2 separate regions of the Sus scrofa genome follow, and region 1 is linked to region 2. A link is a contact called in public HiChIP or PLAC-seq data. All regions are on one chromosome and are shown on one strand. The core of a region is the stretch at or near the end of the contact, and the rest is flanking DNA. Distances in the headings are between cores, read along the strand shown.

Region 1 (3,906 bases), core at 1,242-3,741, 1.1 Mb before region 2:
TAAAAAATGTGCCATTATCCAAATCTAAAGGCTCTGTGGACCCACCAGTTTTCCAATAGCAGTAATGACTTGCAACTAGTCATTTCTATGCACTTCTTTTTGCTTCCTTGCATCAGTCCTGGTCAGTTAGCACCATGTACTGCCAGAGGTCTCCAAACTTGACTGCAAAAACCCTGGGATATGTGCTAAGACTATAACATAGGATTATGGGAAGAAAATATCATATCACATTTAATTTTTATTTTTATCTGATTCTTTTTCATTTAGTTTTTGTGAGTGTATGCTTTGTAATAATAACTAATATATCTATGCAGTGGTGCATTTTTAAAACATGTACATAGATATACATATTGAGGATATACACTCAAACATTTTACTGATAGCAATATGTGATTTAGAAGTTTGAAAATGCAGTTTTAAATAATTCTGCTAAGTGTATTTCAACCAAAAAAAAATTTTGTGGCCATAAAGAAGTAGAGAATGTTTTCCTATAGTTGGGTCTAGGAGTAGGAGTGGGGAGCGGGCCTGTCTTTCATATTTTTCATAACGTGAATATTCTAGCAAATAATTCACATTTCACTCAGCAATTAAATATAGCAACTCGTGTTGATTTTTTTTTCCTCTTCAAAAAAGAGGACAGTGAAATCCCTGAGAAAGTTTTTTCTGACTTTTCCTCCATCTGCCTTTTGCCCCTGAAGTTTGTAATTTGGAAGAAAGGGCTGTTGAGTTATTCAAAACCTATGTTGGGTATTAAGAGTCCTGGGTTTAAGTTCCTTCTTCAATGGTATTCTGAGTAACCTTAAGCAATCCCATTTCTCTTATGGATAAAATAGAGATAATACTTAGCACTAACCTCAAGGCAGTGTGTAGAGTGGATAAAGAACATTTGTTCCTTCTGGCAACTAAATGCAGAGCATCATTAATATAACCTTTACTATTATAGGTTTAAAATGTGATTTTATATACTTATCTCTGTTAAAAATTATTTCCTTCTAAAAAATAAACATCACATTTCTAAATAACACCATTTGTTTTCTATACTTCATAAACTTAAATTTTCTCCATATCTGTTCCTGGTTCCCAGTCTTTCACACACAAGCACATACACACTCATTTGCTAACTTTATGGATGTGAGAGAAAAATCTCAAGATAACATCAAGGAAATAAAGAGGGATTTGAAATAAGTTCTCTTATCCAGTGTTCCTTTAAGTTTTAAAGCTACACATCTAGTCCATAAAATCCTAATGTTTATTTAATCATCAAAATGTTTGTGTTTAAGAATAATTCACAGACTCTTAAATCAGAAAGAACCATAAGAAAACATCTAGGACCTATGATAATGCCTGGTACACAGTAGATGCTGAATAAACATTTAATGAAGGGAAACTAGGGGAAGCTTCTTATTTTAACCTTATAAGAAAAAATGAAAACAAAACCTCAAACCAAATCTGAGAGTTAAAGAGGCTAAATTAGTTGCTCAAGATTGTTTAGCAAGTTTGAGAGTTGGGTCTAGAATTTATTTCTCTTAGTTTCCAGCTAAGGCTTTTCCTCAGCAACCTGTTGACTTGTTTATGTAGGACTGTCAAATATAAACTGTTAAAGATGCATCATAGAAAGAAAAATTAGAAATAAGTGTCCTTGGGGTCACCATCTCCCAAAGTCATCCAACATGAGATGTTCACATATGACTTGAAGTAAAGTAAATATCATATATAAAATATCAAAAATATAGATCTTGCATATATTGATTCAAAAGGCCTATTTTGAAGGAAAAGGGTCAACAACCAATCTTCCACGACTTAGTCTACTTTTCGGTACTGTTTGTATGCCCACACAGGTGATTTGCAGTCCTCTGATCAGCTACAAGTAGAGTCACTATTTCAGCAAAATGTTTATCTTTGTTTCTGGGTACCGTTGTGTTGATTTTTCTCAATTTACCTACGAATGAAGCATCAACAACCTCAATGTATTACAGTCCTAATAAACTTATCTTGCACTATTTTGGCCTGTGTGATAGCTAACCCATTGATAAAAGAATCCAAGCTGATTAAAAGCCTTTCCTGGCCACTTGTTAGCCAAGTCAGGCTGTAGAATCATAACACAATGCACGCCTCTTCCATGGGGCACCACAAGGCAACGATTAAAAAAAAAAAAAAAAAAAAAAAACCCTCACTTCCATATCCAGTGGAGTTGTAGTTTATTACTATAACCCTCCCAAGTCAAAAGGACACCAGTTTCAAGCCTTGCAACTTGGTGCAGACAGGGTTTTTGCCCCTCAACCCACTCTGCTGGGCCTCTCTACCTGTCCTCTCCTACTGTCTACAGGTCCCGAACATTAGAAAATAGAAAATGTGATGATCTTTGTGTGTCTCTGTAAAATGTGTGTATGTGTGCGTGTGTTTGGGTGTAACGGGTCTTCTGTTTGGCCGCGCGGCCTGTCCGTCACGGCACGGGCCAATGGCAGGCTGCCTTATATAAAATGAGTGTTTTCAGTCTCTCCGGGTTGCATGTACTGTATGTGGAGCAGTGTACAGTGAAGCGGAGGCAGAGCGGCTCAGCGAGCTCCTCTCCACTTTCCCATAGAGAACCCCTGACTGGCCGCTGAGGGCGAGCCACACACACGCCCTCACGCCCCGCGAGCCCGCGAGGTAAGAGCCCCCCATTCCCAGCCCTTCCCGGGCGCTCTCCCCTCACTTTCTGTTTTCCTACTCACTTGCGAGCCGCCGGGCTGCAGCCCCAAGGACTCCGCGGCAGGAGCAGCGGCGGCGGCGGCGGCGGCAGCCGGTAGGCTGGACTTGAGGAAGACGGAGGGAACCCCGCGCGTCCGGAGCCGCCGCCAGCCGGCCCGCTCCCCGGGCACTTTCCCCCTCCGCCAAAACTTTGGGTCGGGAGAGGTCGGGGGCGAGGGTCGCGGCGGCCGCGCCGGCGGGGGGCGGGGGGCGCAGAGGCAGTGCCCTGCGGGCGGGAGGCTGGGGGCCGGGCTGGGGAGTAGTAGGCCAGCCGGTGCCAGGCTGCGTTTGCAACCAGCACCTCTCGGCACACAGGCAGCGCCGCCCGAGAGGGGCACGGGAGCCGGGGCGCAGGCAGGAGCAGCCCGAGGAAAACAACAACAGAGCCCTCATGCCGGCGGGCGGCTCGTGGCCGCCCGGGGAGCCCCAAACTTCATCTCGGCGAAAGTACGTGGAGCCCAGCCTGGGCTCGGCTGCCGGGGAGGTGGGGCCTGGGGAGTCGGGGCAGGGGAGGAAGGTACGAGGAGCCAACCCTCAGTGTATTTATTGAACGTTTCGTGTGCGTCGGTGACCGGGAACAGCAGCCCAGTTGCTCGTTCATCTGGAGAGTTGGGATTTGGGTGTTCCGGCCCCGGAGATCGGTGCCCTCTCACCCCCCCACCCTTAACCAAATGCGCGGCGAGTAGAGAAAGTGCTGTTTTAGTGCCAGAGTGGCTAGGAGGAAGAATAGGGAGAGAGGGGGAAGAGGGCGAGGGAGAAGGGGAGAGAGAAGAGGGAGGGAAAGCCGGCGCGGGGGGGGGGGGGGGACGAGAGGGAGAGAGAGAGAGAGAGAGAGAGAGAACCAGAGAGAACGGGGGAGAGAGAACGAGAGAACGGGAGGGAAGAGAGGAGGGGGAAGAGGAGGAGGGAGGCTGTGTCAGGATTTTGCTTGAATGTGGGATTATGTTGTGTCAATAAGTTTAAGGTGGAGAGGGCGAAGCTGGGGGTGGTGGTGGTGGAGGGGAGGAGGAAGGCCTTGGCTGTTTAAAGTCTTAATTCTGAAGGTAAGTTATGGCATTGCATGGTCGCGATGACAGAAAACTTGCAGATCCTTTATCCGGGGATGGGGTCGATGCCTCTAGAAAGAGCTCCCCAGCCCTCTTAAGCCACACTCGTGTTACACTGTTATTTGCTGCG
Region 2 (4,019 bases), core at 198-2,697:
ACCTGCTTATTCTCAAAGAGAGCTAACTTTTCAGATTAGAATCTAAAAACAATTCCTAATTCTAAAACCATCAGCTCTGCTTATTTTTGAGGCTTCTGAGGTCCACTAGCACACTGTCCTATCCTAACTGAAAAGCAAAGTCTTAGGATTTAACAGCTAACCCCTTCATTGTTAAGACTGTAGGGATTTGTGGAGATAAGACATGAAAAAAGAAAACGAATGTTCTTAGGAGATTGGCACCTGAAGTGAAAAGGAATACCAGTGAAGCTCCACAAAACAGTGCATCCAATTATCACAAGGCTGATGTTGCTGTGCCATTTACAATCGCCTTCCTCCAGGGTATCTTCCTAAATCTTTGGTTATTTAGCCTTTTATCACAGCGTTAATTTTAAAATATGTTCTATTTGTTCAATTCTATGTTAACATAATTCTGTTAGAGAATTAAAGTAAGCTTTGATTGAGCTTAATTATTGTCTTTTATGAAACTGAGGTCAATATTAGTTGGAATTCCATGAATGCATAGCAGGAGTTTAACAGCCTAAAAAACAAACAGGATCACAAAAAACTGTGAGTATAACTTTTAACACAAAATAAGTACACTCAAGAAGCAAATCACTGGGAAATATAGGAAAAAGTGACAATTCAGCATTTTAGGACTGAAAAACTGTGAGCAACAGATTTTAGCAATTACTAGTGAGGGAGATTGCTTCTTAGTCCAGAGAAAGCTGAAATAATAATTTTCAAACTCGAGTTCAACATAAGTTCAAATAAAAGCAGTAAGCACGCAACAGGTTCAGACTGTAAACTGCCCAAGTGACAAGGCATAATCATTACTCCCCACCACCTCCACCTCTGAGAATAGAGATACATTCTGAGAAGCCTCTGTTACAATGGAAAAACCAAAATAAGAGGCAAAGAAAAAGATAACACCTCCAAATACAGCTTAAACCCCAACCTTGGGTCTCACCCTCCCTCTTCCTAGGGCTTTCCGTAGTTACTCTTTCCTTCCTGCAATCAGCTGAAAGGGGAACTTTGGGACAGGGTAGATAGATAACCGTGGGAATTCAAAGCTAATAATCACTTGCCTTCTTTACCAACACAAAAAAAATAGTGGAGGGAGCAAGTAGCTGTCCTTTGTTTTCTAGGTTAGGCCGCTATATAGCAGCCACAAAGTGAACTAAGGCTAGAGGAATCCCATCTGGTCCTCCATCCCGGAGCCCCTCACCTCCAAGTGCCGCAAAAGCTGGGTGGCGTTCGCCTCGGACTTAACGGCTTTATACTGACTGATAGTCAGGAGCAAAGACTTGAAGCAGGCGGTGGAGTCCATCGGGACCCTCCACAGTCCCGCTCGGGGATTACCACCACCCTGCCAGCTCCGGCTTCACCGCGCTTTTTTTTTGACTTTCGGCCCCACCCACTCGGTCACAGAAGCTTCCGGTTCCGGTCGAGCTCCGGAAGTCCCTAGACAACCTGAGGACTGCAATCAAGGAAGAGAAGGGAGGGAGGGGCCCAGTGGTGGAGGGAGGAAGGAGAGTTGGGGTCGGGGCATTTTATGAGTAGGTGAGGCGAGCTGGGGGCTGTCCTTTCAGACCCTTGTTCTGAAAAGCCGCGAGGCTTTAGTTCGCAATTCCGCGAAGGCAGGACTTCTCGCGAGAAATGAAATTGCGGCTCCACCTGTGAAGGGGCGGTTGGGCGGGCGCAGGGGCTTCCTATTTATCTGTGAGCTCTTTTTTCGTTTGTTTCCTTGGCCTTCGCGCTGGCTGGCCTGTTTTTTCTTTGTGCATCATCCTCTACCTGAGAAATGGTCGCTTCCCCCTAGTCTAGACACGGTGAGGAGCTCTGAGGAGGAGAATCTTGGGCTCTAGATTTTGAGGCGGCCTGGAAGGGTGCTTTTTTTTTTTTAAATCGCTCCGAAGTCCACCCTTCTATTAAGGATTGTTTTTCAGGGTAAACCTATGGTCTTTCGGATTTTGTGGCAAGCTAGTCAGGCCCTTATGATAGTCGTTGTCAAACTTATTCGAGAAGGCTACTCCAGGTGACTCCTGGGCCAGGTATTGCTCCGGAGGGTGTTCTCATTAGCGTCAGTTTTTGTAAGTGAAAGTGTCTTTTTATCTAGCATGATTGATTGTTTTATAAATCTCGGTGTCTGTGAAAATGGCACTGTTTGCGGGTTTTCATCAGAGCTAATAGTATGCATGTGTGTATGATGAAATGAGTCAGGCTGGTTCTGGAGCATTTTGCTTAATGTTGAATAAAGCCTTAAAAACTAATTTGGAGGAAATTGTAAGGATAGGGTACATGTTCTTTTAATTAAACCCTTTGTCAGAAATCATGTTTTGTCAATTAAAGTCTATTTTACGTCACTACATTTTTAAAGACAGGAATTACTTTTATAGTGGACAATTTAAAAATTAAATCTGAAACCTTAAAATAATAATTGAGACATATATATAAATCATTGGGTGATTAATGTATTTATGCATTCATTCATTCTGTAAACAAGTACTGATTTATAAAGTAGGCTAGATCTTCCAGTCAGGGAGAGAACTGTCTAGTAAAGGAAATATACTAGATAGCTAAGAACATCTAGAATTCACCACAAAAATTAAAAGGACCATGCAGTTATGGTGAGGAATAGAGCCAGGCTGTCTGCTTACAAATTATAGCTCTGCCTTTTACTGTGTGACCGTAGGCAAATTCTCATTGCTTCAGTTTCTTCATAAAGTTAAGTCTAACAGTAATACCTGTTTCATGGAATTGTTCATTCAGTAAATAATTAGAGGCACGGGTTTAGGCACTAGATTCAGTGAATAAAAGTCCTACTGTCATAAAAAAAAATTTCTTCCATTACATTCTGAAAGGGGAAAGAAAAGCAATAAATAATAAACAATAAGAAAAGAGAGATAGAGAAAAAAATAAAGAACCCATAGAATGGTTCTTTTAAACCGTTCTAAAGTAATGGTTTAAAAGAAAGGGAAATGGGAGTCAGAATGCAGAAAGCAGTTTGAGGAAATACTTCAAGAAGCTGAAGAAGAGAGTCATGCTTTCTAAGGGGAAAAATTTCCAGGTAGAATAGAAAGGGCAAAGGCCTTGAAATGGGAGTCTAGCAGTGTGTATAAGGGAGAGCAAGGACACCGCTATGGCTGGAGTAGAAGGGATGAGAGTAGTAGAGATGAAGTCATGTCAGGCTATTATAAAATGAGTTAACCAACTAAGAATTTAGAACAGTTGTCTGACATAATTATGTTCTCAGCAAGTGGTAGTTACATCTTAACTTGTTGGCAAATACGGTGATAGCAGTTTGGCAGTGTCAGACTTTTCACTGGTAATGACAAGTGTGTCATGATTATCCATCCACATTTTAAGCTAAGAGAAAGGGGTCAAAGCTGGCTTGCTGCCAAATGCCATCTTTCTTTAATATCTTGCATTTTAACTTGAGCAGTCACAAATTTTGCATCTCTTCTGTATTTATTTTGATGTAAAATAATTTCTTTCTCAAAAAATCTACAAGAAAAATTGATGCAAATTTAGTAGGATGTACCACTGTGGTAGCTATGAGAAGATCTGAAGTTTTCAGTAAGAGATATTTATGTATCCTAATATCGGAAACGGAGTCCTATATTAAGACCCAGAAGGGGAAAAGGAAGAGCAAATGAAGCTGGGTCCAGAATTTAGCTTGGACTCCATCCTGAATTCAGTGGTGATGTCCTATTCTAAACTGGGACCTGACTTACTTAGGTTTGTGTTTTAGATTGATTACTCTGGTAGCTGGACAGGCTATGATTTTGAGGAGGATAAGCCCAGAAATAGTGAGAATTATTTAATTTGCTGGAGTTTTTCCACAGGATAATTGAAGTGGAGATAACAAAAAAGTGACAAATTTAAAAAATATGTATGAAGTGAAATAGGCAGGACTTAGTGAATGATTTCAAGTGTGAAGAGTGAGGAGAGGGATGAAACAAGAATGGATCCCAAGTTTCTAGTTTGAGTGGTAGGGAAGATAGAGAAACTGCTTGAAT

Evidence for each region. HiChIP or PLAC-seq counts read pairs in DNA pulled down with a chosen protein or histone mark.
Region 1: an H3K27ac HiChIP or PLAC-seq map of alveolar macrophages shows a contact between it and region 2. The contact joins the promoter of BBX here to the promoter of DZIP3 in region 2. A contact is called at or near these places in 2 of 2 datasets of contacts at active chromatin or transcription factors (alveolar macrophages and skeletal muscle).

What each region holds. Positions count from the first base shown.
Region 1 is chr13:152,003,663-152,007,568 of Sscrofa11.1, reverse strand. It overlaps BBX (HMG box transcription factor BBX), which reads left to right and starts at 2,491. Exons shown (of 18, transcript XM_021070469.1): 1 at 2,491-2,649.
Region 2 is chr13:150,931,473-150,935,491 of Sscrofa11.1, reverse strand. It overlaps DZIP3 (E3 ubiquitin-protein ligase DZIP3), which reads left to right and starts at 1,447. Exons shown (of 31, transcript XM_021070425.1): 1 at 1,447-2,090. KIAA1524 (protein CIP2A) reads right to left here and starts at 1,427. Exons shown (of 21, transcript XM_021070432.1): 1 at 1,226-1,427. The coding sequence starts at 1,327.